2 separate regions of the Mus musculus genome follow, and region 1 is linked to region 2. The links are chromatin contacts, called in public Hi-C maps. All regions are on one chromosome and are shown on one strand. Each heading gives the region's core, a stretch centred on a gene start, on an enhancer-like site or on the middle of the called end of the contact. The rest is flanking DNA. Distances are from core to core; before and after follow the strand shown.

The links. A called contact is a pair of places that touch in the nucleus more often than the background predicts.
Region 1: a contact with region 2 is called in a Hi-C map of cortical neurons, with 2.9 times the contacts expected there. The contact joins the enhancer-like site here to the promoter of Mpped2 in region 2. A contact is called at or near these places in 2 of 39 promoter capture datasets (cranial neural crest and hippocampal neurons), 4 of 484 Hi-C or Micro-C datasets (cerebral cortex, cortical neurons and olfactory sensory neurons), 4 of 115 datasets of contacts at active chromatin or transcription factors (cardiomyocytes and embryonic stem cells) and 2 of 9 other capture datasets (adipose tissue and pancreatic islet).

What each region holds. Positions count from the first base shown.
Region 1 is chr2:106,745,302-106,750,446 of GRCm38.p6, forward strand. All of the region lies in intron 3 of Mpped2 (metallophosphoesterase domain containing 2), which reads left to right. Among named protein-coding and RNA genes, the nearest start is that of Gm29885, 8.2 kb to the left of the region's middle. Within about 2 kb of position 2,255, at least 20 of the 459 cell types and tissues checked have an H3K27ac peak or open chromatin away from gene starts, as enhancers often do. A contact at or near this core is called in cortical neurons, hippocampal neurons and olfactory sensory neurons, where this site is marked.
Region 2 is chr2:106,691,845-106,696,786 of GRCm38.p6, forward strand. Mpped2 (metallophosphoesterase domain containing 2) reads left to right here and starts at 1,337. Exons shown (of 7, transcript NM_001143683.2): 1 at 1,337-1,977.

The DNA.
Region 1 (5,145 bases), core at 1,005-3,504, 54 kb after region 2:
CCCTCTAAGAAGCTCAGCTCCTGCTTAGCTCTGTATTCCCTAGATGCAGCTTTCCCGAGGGTCCTGCACAAGGCCTAGGACTCTCCAGACATCAGCTATTCTGACATGAAACCCATCAGATTTTCCTGAACAAGGAAGTGGGGAGGAAGAAGGGGGTGTGGTGGACAGACATGACTACCCAGTCAATGGTCCTGTAATTCAGCAAAACACTGGGTCCTGGGAGGGCAGCTGCCAGATATTATCATTGCAAGGCCAGCCTGGAGTTACACACACCTGTTTGGGCCTGATTGTTAGGGCTGAGGTGCAGCTCAGCGGCAGAGTACAGGCCTACCACCCATTCATCTGCAAGCTGCTAAGGTCAGTCCCAGCACCATAAAGGAAATAAAAACTATAAATAAAATAAGAAAGAAAAAATGGTAAGGCATTTCTGAAGACACTAAAGAGTAATATAGAATAATATAGTAAAGGAAAACATGATTCTAGAAAAATGAAGTCATGAGTATTATGGGAGCCAATGAAAATTACTCAGAAGATTTAGGCAGAAACTTTAAGTTTTGTTTTATTTTATTTCATTTTTTAAAAAAATCAAGCTAAAGCAGGTTATGGGAAAGTTTTAAATTGCTGATTAGAGATGATAGAAGATGCATGTTTATTGACAATAATGTTCATTAAAATGTTTAATATACGTTAAAAATAAACAATAAGCTTTACTATGACCAATTTTGCTTTTTCATGTGTTCATGCATGCCTGTCAACTTGTACATAATTGTCATTAGAGTACAAATCGCCATCATTCTTAGCTACTTTTATTTGATTATTATCGGTAAGACTAAACACTTTGGTATAATTTCTATATTTATCCCTGTTAGTGATAACATAACATGTTGGCTGTACTTTTATGTGGTAAGACATTTCTTTAAAAACAAGCATTTAAATAGATAGCAGTATGTCCTTTGGCAGCAAGAACTGAAATGTGTATTTTCTGATGTTTGTGCTCTTTTGTTTCCGCTGACTTGTTTCTCGGGGTATGAGTTAAAGTCTCAAGCTGGAGCTATACCGCTCTCTTGTTTCTGCTGCTTCCTGGCAACACCGTGCCTTCCAGTGGCAGCCAGGATTCAGTAGTGGTGAATGATGCACCAGCTTCTCGTGATCTTGGCACTGATGCCGGAGCTTTTAAATCTTCTGCCCTTTCAGTAGGTGCTCAGTCTTATTTAAAGCAGACAGATATTTTAGAAGTCATTTAGCAAAGTTGTCTCATTTTTATAGATGACAGAGATGCAAAGAAGTTAAGAGACATTTTTAGTCTCCTTGTGGCATAGTTGGATGTAATCAATTTTTTTTCACTTTTTTTTTCTGCCTTGGCAAACTTCTCTTTCAAGTATTATCTCTTCATTTTAATCACTCTTAACTGTCAAAGGTAATTGTGGTATGCGTGCGTGTGTGTGTGTGTGTGTGTGTGTGTGTGTGTGTGAATGCAGTGTCCAAGAAGTCCAGAGGTGTCAAATTCACTGAAAGGGGAATTACAGACTTTTAGTCCCTGTTTTAGTCACTTTTTATCAATGACTTCTTTGCAGCTATAATTATTTGGGAGTAAGAACTGAGTCTGCTTAGGCATTAAGGAGGTGTGTGGAGCACGTTTTGTTTTGTTTTGTTTTGTTTTGTTTTGTTTTGTTTTCTCTAGGAAGGGCAGAGCTTCAGGGAGGCGTTCTCAGGAACACAGACAGGTTAGATCCTGGGTCTAATCTCGTGGAGCTACTGACCTTGGGTGTATGAGTTCACCTCTTTTCCCCTTGGTTTCCCTCTGCCGAACTAAGGATTAATACTACCTGTCTTTCTGGATTGCTGTGCAGATTAATCAGTAAATGATTGCTGGTAGTGAGTTTTGTGGGCCATTAATAATGGAATGGGGAATGTGGTGAGTGAACCATCAACAGATATTTAAAGGGTGAAAACAAGAAGAGGTCAGAGGAATTATTTAGTAGATTAGAAATAAACACTTGGAGATTTTATAAGGGAAAGCACGCCATAAATGAAAATGTGCCGTAACTAAGGAAATAAAATGATAAGGAAATAAAAAGCTAAAGCCCAGCTGTACATCGGGTCCCTTTCCCTCTCGTCCTCCTAGCCCCCACCCCATCTAGTGAGGCAGAAGGGGGAAGTCTCAGTAAGGGGTGTAGAACTAGAGACCAATGGGAACCCATGGGAAATGGGTAGAGAAGCTGGGTTCCCATAGAGAAGGCTGAGAATAGCTCATGGTTACCAGGGCAACTCAGGGTGCTCAGAGGGTGAGAGATGGTGTGTGATTACTGTACCACTTGGCACTGTTAGGAATCTCTCTCCTGGAAAGGGTGCTTCCAGCCCTTTCTGCCAGGTATGAGTCAGGGTCAGACTAGGGCCTCTGCCACAGTAGGGCATTCCACTCTCGGCAGCTTGGGTCATACAAGTCTTGTCACCTCTGACTGATCTTTGTCTTTCCTCTCTGCTGTCCTCTTCTTTGCAAACACCATTGCTTCTTCTCATGCTCTATTTCTCCAAATTGGGTTAATCTAGTTCAGAGACATTTTACAGATAGCTTTCTTCAAGGTCATTTAGTAAATAAGAAAATTCAAGGAGCTAGTGAGATGACTTAGTAGGTGAGGCCACCTTGCCACCAAGTGTGGTGACCTTAGTTCTATTTCTAGGTCCCACATGGTAGAGGGAGAGAGCTGACATCCACAAGTTGTCACACGATTTCCACACATGCATGCTGGCATACGCATGTATGTATATACACAACCAATCAATCAATCAATCAATCAATAAGGTTCCAGAGGAGCTAACTGGTTTACCCAAGTCTACTTATTGGGTAAATGAGGGGCTGTGTGACTATAACGTGATGAGCTATGAGCATGGGAGAACTTCAGCAGCAGGTTCACTTGGAAGTTGAGGAGCTGTTTGGTCAGGTGCTAAGACTGCACATATTTGAAAGATGGTTTACAGCCCACTCATCTTCACTCTCCCCCGACCCACGAGCTACAAGGCTTGAGGATCTCTAATGAGCTCACTGTTGACTTGGAGGTGGCAGGCCCTCATTAGTATGTCCATATGCCACAGGGCAGGTGTAATGCAGAAAGTTATTAATATGGGATAATTGATGAGACTGGCTACCATAGTCCACAAGATCAAGCTGAAGCTAGTAATAGTCCAAGGATAGAAAAGTGGGATAGCATGTTGACATTATAAAGCAGTGGAAGACACCTGCTTTTATATTTACTGGGGTTTTTTTGTTTTTTTAATATATAAACTGTTTGACCTTTCGACTGACTCTTGGGGCCCCTTTTTGGTGAGATGGGCAAGAGCAAGAATATTACCTCATGGTTGTTGTGAGGTGTCCTAGTTCTGGCTACTATTGCTTTGATGAAACCATGGCCAAAAGCAAGCTGGGGAGAGGAAGGTTTAGGTGGCTTTTACCTCCATATCGCTGTTCATTACTGAAGGAAGGCAGGACAGGCATTCAAACAGATCTGAAGGCAGGAGCTGATGCACAGACCATGAAGTGGTGCTGTTTACTGGTATATTCAGCCTGCTTTCTTATAGAACTGAGGACCACCAGTCCAGGGATAGCACTGTCTACAATAGAGTAGGCTCTCCACCATCAATCACTAATTAAGAAAATGCTCTCCAACAATATCTTGCTGAGGCATTTTCTCAAGTGAGGGTTCCTTTAGTTTGTATGTCAAGTTAACATAACTAGCCAGCACAGGAGAGAATCCTGTGTGATCCAGCTTATTCCATCCTGGTGTGTGACAGTGTGATAGTCCGTTCTCACTTGTCTGCAATCTAGAGTCACCTGGGAGCCATGCCTCTGGCCATGCCTCTGTGGGTTATCTTGATTGCCTTAATTGATGAGGGACAGAGAAAAGGAATAGAAAACAGTGGGCATCAATTGCTTGTATTCTGCTTCCTGAATAGCTGGATCCATGGGACTAACCGCTTAGGACTCCTGCCTTCCTCACTTCCCCTCTGTGATGGACTGTATTTCTCTTTGGTAAGACAGAAGAAACTCCCCTCCCTTAGGTTGCCTTTGCCAGAGTATTTTAGTACAACAGAAAGAAACTAAGACAGCTGTCCACAATTACTGCAGAGGAAGCTACGAGAGTCTTCAATCTAGGTAGACTTCAAGATGCAGCAACTCAAAGTGTTTTTGACATGGGAGTAAGACAGAGTTTGGAAACCTCCCTCTCCACAGAGGAGTTAGACAGGAAGGGCCCTTAGATGCTCCTTATTTAATAAAAATAGGGTCTCACTCAATAAACAGCCAAGTGGCAGGGTGGTGTGGGTACAGTAATACATTGTCGGCATAAGGAGTAAGCCCCAATATCACACGCCATTCCGTACAATCGTCTAGATAACTTGTTAGTAAGAACTAAGGTGTCATTAGCCAGTTAAGTGCATAGAGCTAAGAAGTGACCATAGGTTTTTATTTGAGATCCATCAGACGGCAACATCCAGTCTGCTGATCACCCCCCTCTCCCCAGTCTGCTGTCCTTACAGAAAAAAATCTGCCTCTCATTCTACCTAGCTGCTGTCTTCTAGGGAACCAGTCCATGGTTAGAAAGACAAGTGGTTTCTAGGGCCAGGGGCTGAATGTTGAATTGTGGGAAAGAGACACACGTACATTTTCCTCCAGTTTAAAAAAGAGTGATGGTTAAATAACATAGTCCCATCTGTATATTATCCCAGGAGTGCTTCAGGGGCGTCAAGAGAAGGCAGATACAGCTTAGCTGAGCTGGGGCCCTGCCCCCCCAAAACTCAACATTTCCTTTTTCACCTTGGCAAAAAAATGGATCCCAGTCACAGCTCTGGGTTAAACTTGTTAAGGACAAAGTAGCTGTCAGTTAAAATGTGATTATTTTTATTGCTTTTTCTTAAATTCTGAACATCAGTGGCTTCTAATACCACCTTCCCTGGAGGCACATTTTATGAGGTGCCTTTTCATGTTGCTGTCGGCGATGTCTTCTCCCCCACAAGTGCCTGTTTACTGCTTCTCATCACAGTTTACTGGATTTCATCTGTGCTAGTTTTTTGTTTTTAGAATAGATTCTGTCAGGCCTCTCCTTGGATATTGTAGACACAGTGACAGATGCTGTACCAGTGGTCTTTAGG
Region 2 (4,942 bases), core at 87-2,586:
CAAAAGACAGCAAAATATGAAACTGCCCCTTCACCTCATCTTTGGCATCCTTTAATGTCAGTGTCACTTGCTGTGATTTGTGCTTGGCCAGAGAAGGCACTGTCCTTTCCCCTCAGCCCATCAGGCAAGCACTGACACTCTGGGCACACTATACAATGAAAGTACATCAGTAAGCCCATTTCCCCTTCATTTCTGCATCCTGAGCAGAAGAGATGGACTACTTAAAATTCAAGTGTCAGGAAAGTCCATTGTAAAAGGGAAATATTTTCAAGCGAATTCCGTTTGATCTTTTTTTTTTTTTTCTTTAAATAAGGGGCTCCTTCTGCCTCTCTCCCTTCCTTTCCAGACCTTGGAAACCAATTAGTCTCAGCACAGAGGCTACAGGCCAGGTTGAAACGGCTCCTTTTTAATTTTAGGGGATATAATTTCAGCCAGGACGTCTAGTCAGTTGTCATGTAGTATACAAAGCACAGGTTTCACTCTCGTGCACATACATTGGTGTTCCCTTCGGAGAATGCAGATTTTCTTTTCTTTTCTTCTTTCTTCTTCTTCTTCTTTTTTTTTTTTTTTTTTTTTTTTTTTTTTTGAATCTGACTCCTAGAAAGGAATTAGATCTGGTCGCCGTCCAAATCCTTCGGCTCTGACAGTGGCATAACATCACAGGGCCACCTCATCTTTCAGACAGCCGTGCCAACCAAGTTTTCTAAAAAGCCGTCTGTCCCACCATTTCAGCGGCTTTTCCTATCCTTACCCCGCCCTCCTTTTGCATACAAATCCTAGTGTTCCGCTCCCCTTCCCCGCCAGGTTTCCAAAGTAGCAGAGAAAATTGGAGTAACTTCGATTTATTTATTTATTTATTTATTTGAAGAGCGTGTCTTTGGGAAAGGGAGAATGTGATTCAAAGGGGCGCGGGGGTGTGGGTGCGGAAACAATTAAAGCCTTTGCCTGACTTCACCTTCTTATCCTGAACCTGTCTTAATTCTTGAAGGTGAAAAAACACCAGCTGGGTTGGCCTTTTCTTTCTCAGGAACAACATTACAGAGCCAAAGTGGGGTGTGTGTGCCTCTGGCTCTATGAGAGGGTTTAGGAGAGGGAAGCCTTGATACCCCATAGGAAAGTCTCAGTTCAGCAGTGTGGAGGGACCCTGGGGTCGCCCCTCTTGTGAGATCTTAGTGCCCCAGTCGCTCCTCCTGCCCCTGCAGCGAGTTCTGCGCTTTGGAGCTGTGCCAGGACCTCTGACAGAGCCTGGCAGGTTCATGAGTGGGGGGCGGGGGCTTGGTGTTCTCTTTGCAGAAGACGACCATCTGGGGGGCTCCCTTATTTTCCTGGCGCTCAGTGGCCCGCCCCCATCTCCCCGACCCCTATCATTTTAACGCTGATCACACACGATGGTGAACTTGCAGCTCAGCTTCCTGCCGCCTGCTTGACCCAGGGAGCACCAGCAGCCTGCGGGCCTCGCCCTCCGCTCTCCCTCCTCTCCTGGAAACCCCGCGGCCTCGGGGCGTGGGTGGGGGGTTCGAGTGGGCCGGAACTACGGCAGGGGCGTGCAGGGCGCGGGGTCCCAGCGGGGAGCTCACAGCAAGCGGCGCCTGGGCGGCCCTGCTTCCTGGAGCTGTGCTCCTTTGACCCCAGTGGCAGTCCCTGTCACTGCACCGCTCGCGCTCCCTTCGCTCGCCGCGCCCTCGCTGCCTCTCCTCGCCCCCTCGCTCCTTCTCTTCCCAGATCGAGGCTGCTCCGGTCCTCTCCACCTCCCCACGCAGCGACCCCGCGTCCCGCTCGCACCGCGCCCCTGTGCTGCCCTCCCAGGCCCTGGATCGGCGGCGGGGACCTCCGGGGTCGAAGGTTCTGGCCCGCCCGCGCCCCTCGCCCCTGCCGCCCCCAGCGCTGCTCCAAGCCGGCTCGGGTTGCTTGGCGATGGCTCGCCCGCACACCGGGCGCTGAAGGCATCCCGGGGACCCGGAGCGCAGCCCGGGAAAGGTAATCCGCCCGGGGAAGGGAGGCGGAGGGCGGGGGAGGGGGGAGGAGGCGGCCGGTGCCGGGCGCGAGAGGAAGGGGAAAAAAAAATGCACACACAAAGCGGAGCCCGGGTGAGAGGTGCCTTGTCAGAGGCGCGTGCGAGGGCGCGGGGGCTGCGGAGCGCGGCGGCCCCGCCGACCCTGAGGTTGGCCGACTGAACACTCGAGGACCCGGGGAGAGCAGATTTGTCTCCCCCGAAGCCCCCAACAAGCGAGAGCGAATTTCTTTACGTAGCTGTCCTTCTTCCCACTCCCCATCTCGCCCCCTGTTCTCCCTTCCCCCCAGCCCTCGGCCACGGACCTCTCGGGGTCCCCACCTCCCTGCCCCCTCCTCCGCCGGGTTTCTCAGGAAGGTGGTGGCGGCAGGGGGAGGGGGTTGTCCGCGAAAGCCTGCGGCAAAGCCCCGGGGCAAGGGATGGGGGTGGGGCCCGGGAGTCCGAGATCTGTTTACTAGAAAGTCCCAGGGTCGTGCGCCGCAGCTGCCCCGGCCTAGGCCCGGGTGCATTGTGTTGGCCCGAGCCCTGTGCGCCCGCGGCGGCCCGGGGCCAGGTGCAGTGGCCGGACGGCTCGGTGCAGCTTTGTGCTCCGGCCGCCCGCGCGCGCAGCGCTCCAGCGCGGAGCTCTCCGCCAGCCCCCGCGCCCGGACCTTACTCTCCGGTCTCGGCGATTGCTGCCTGCCGAGCGAGAGGGCTGGGAGGCGGGGTACGGCAGCGTGGAAAAGTAACCGTAGCCGCCCAGTTTCTTTTCTACCTAAGCAGTAGTTGTGTGGATCTCCCCCTTTACCCCCCAACCCTATTTACATTTACATGTGGCAAGATTCTCTTTTAAAATCTTTTGAATTTCGGGCTTTTGCGGCCTAGGAGGTGAAGGGAGCATTTTTTTTTTTTTAACCTAGAGGTTCGAGAGGGCATTGAAATCCCCCAGCAAGAAAAGAGCACGGAAAGATAAGCAGTGGGGTTGATTTATAGCGCACCCCACAACACACCCGGAATTAAGAGTGAATGCGGGTCATGAAAAATGTGTAATTGATTTGTGATGGTAAAGACACTAACAGGTCAGGCTGGGAAAAACACACAACTTTAACTGGAAGGGAAAGACTTCCAAAGAGGGGGCAAGGCGGTGGCCTCCACATTCTCCTCCAGCCCGATGGCTGGCTGGATCTCTTCCCTTCCCAACTGTTCCCGGGAGGAGCCTGGCAGCTCCGGGACTCAGAGCAAAGAGGCAGCTGCTTAGGGTACGGACTCGGGCTCTGGTCTGTATGCTCGGAGATGCCAGTGCGCTTCGGAGGCTTCCGTCCCAGACCTGGGGTTAAGATGCCCCACCGAGGATGGCAGCGACGTCAGAGCCCGTTTTCTACGGCGGTCTTCAGTCGGTGTCCCGCTGGGAGAGAGGAAGGTGGGGGAAAATGCTTAACCGACCCTGGGGGAGAAAGTCTACTGTCCTTCGTGCTGCCTCCACCGCCGGCAGTGGCGGTGCCCAGCGGGTACTCAGCGTCTACGGAAAGAGGAGGGAGTTGTGGCCAGGACCAGGCAACGGGAGCTGTTGACAGAGCAGGGCATGTGTGTGTGTGTGTGTGTGTGTGTGTGTGCGCGCGCGCGCGCGCGTGTATGTGTGTAGTAGCTGCAGCCCCCCACCTCATCTGCCCACCCTAGATTTAAAACAAACAAACCAATCCAAAGTAGAGAATTCTGCGTCCCCCCTCGCCCCACCATATATAGACCCCACGCTTTGTCAGAGGCTCAGGAGAAAAGTCGTGCCCTCCCTCTCCGAAAGAATGTGCCAGCTGGGTGTCAGCAGTGCTGGAGACAAGTTCAGGTGTAAGTGTGAAGGGAAGGGAGGGAGCTTAGTGGACAGAGGCACGTGGAACTTTTTTAGCATTTCCAGAAAAATAAAGAAGCGGTGCAGCCACGGTTTGGACAGCGTGTGGGCATCGCTCCCGCATGCGGAGATGAGTAACTGGAAATGGGCATAAAAGAGTAGGGGCGTGAGTTAAGGTTCTCGATCCGCGAGACAGAGGGAGGAGAGAATGAATTTTGGCGGGGTTGGATCAGGAGCGAACTCCAAAGTCCCTCCACCCAGTAAGTGAGGTGGCTATCTTCCTAACTCAAATGAGCACCATTATTTAAACAAGGAAAGCGAAATCCAGGGCTCATTTCTTCTGGGTTTGGCGTAGGCAGCACGCGAGTACAGAGGTCAGAAATGGTTGCTTTGAAAGTTGAGGTAAATCGGACTTCTGGTGTCTAGGAGGTGGAGACAGTTATTTAAGCCTTCAGTGTTTAATCCCCTCCTTGCCAGCAGACTTTAAGAGGTTTTCCAAGTGGGTTCCTGGAAAAGAAAATTTCAGCTTAAGGGACAGAGTGACTGCTGTCTAGGAAATGCTCAATGTGCTCACGTGGGTTTTCTTTCTTTCTTTCTTCTTCTTTTTTTTTTTTTTTTTTAACAGAAACTCTAACACCAGCATGAATGCTTGGCAGTGACAGTCCTGTTTAGATTTTTCTTTAGGCATTTTGGCATCTTGTACTGGGTGCCTTTGTTTGTGGATAAAATGCATTGAAGTATAAAATTAAAAGAAGAAGGCTTCTCCCTTTAACTGTTGTGAGAAGATGTAGTTGGGAGGGGGTGGTTATAGCCTGAATATTTGAAGCAGGGTGGTGCAGCATCTTCGAAGGTTAAGGTGAAGTCCTTCCATCTTTCAGGCTTTCCCCCATATCTCATTAAAGTGACGTGGTTTAGCTCATGGCTTTGTCACGGAGATCCTTCCTCTATCCCTTGTCCTCCCAATCACACTCGTGCGCGCGCACACACACACACACACACACACACACACACACACACACACCAGTCTTAGGATATGTTCATTTTGGTACATGGACGGAATTGAACATAGCATTTTAAAAAATAAGCCTTTTCTTGACTTGTCTGTAAAG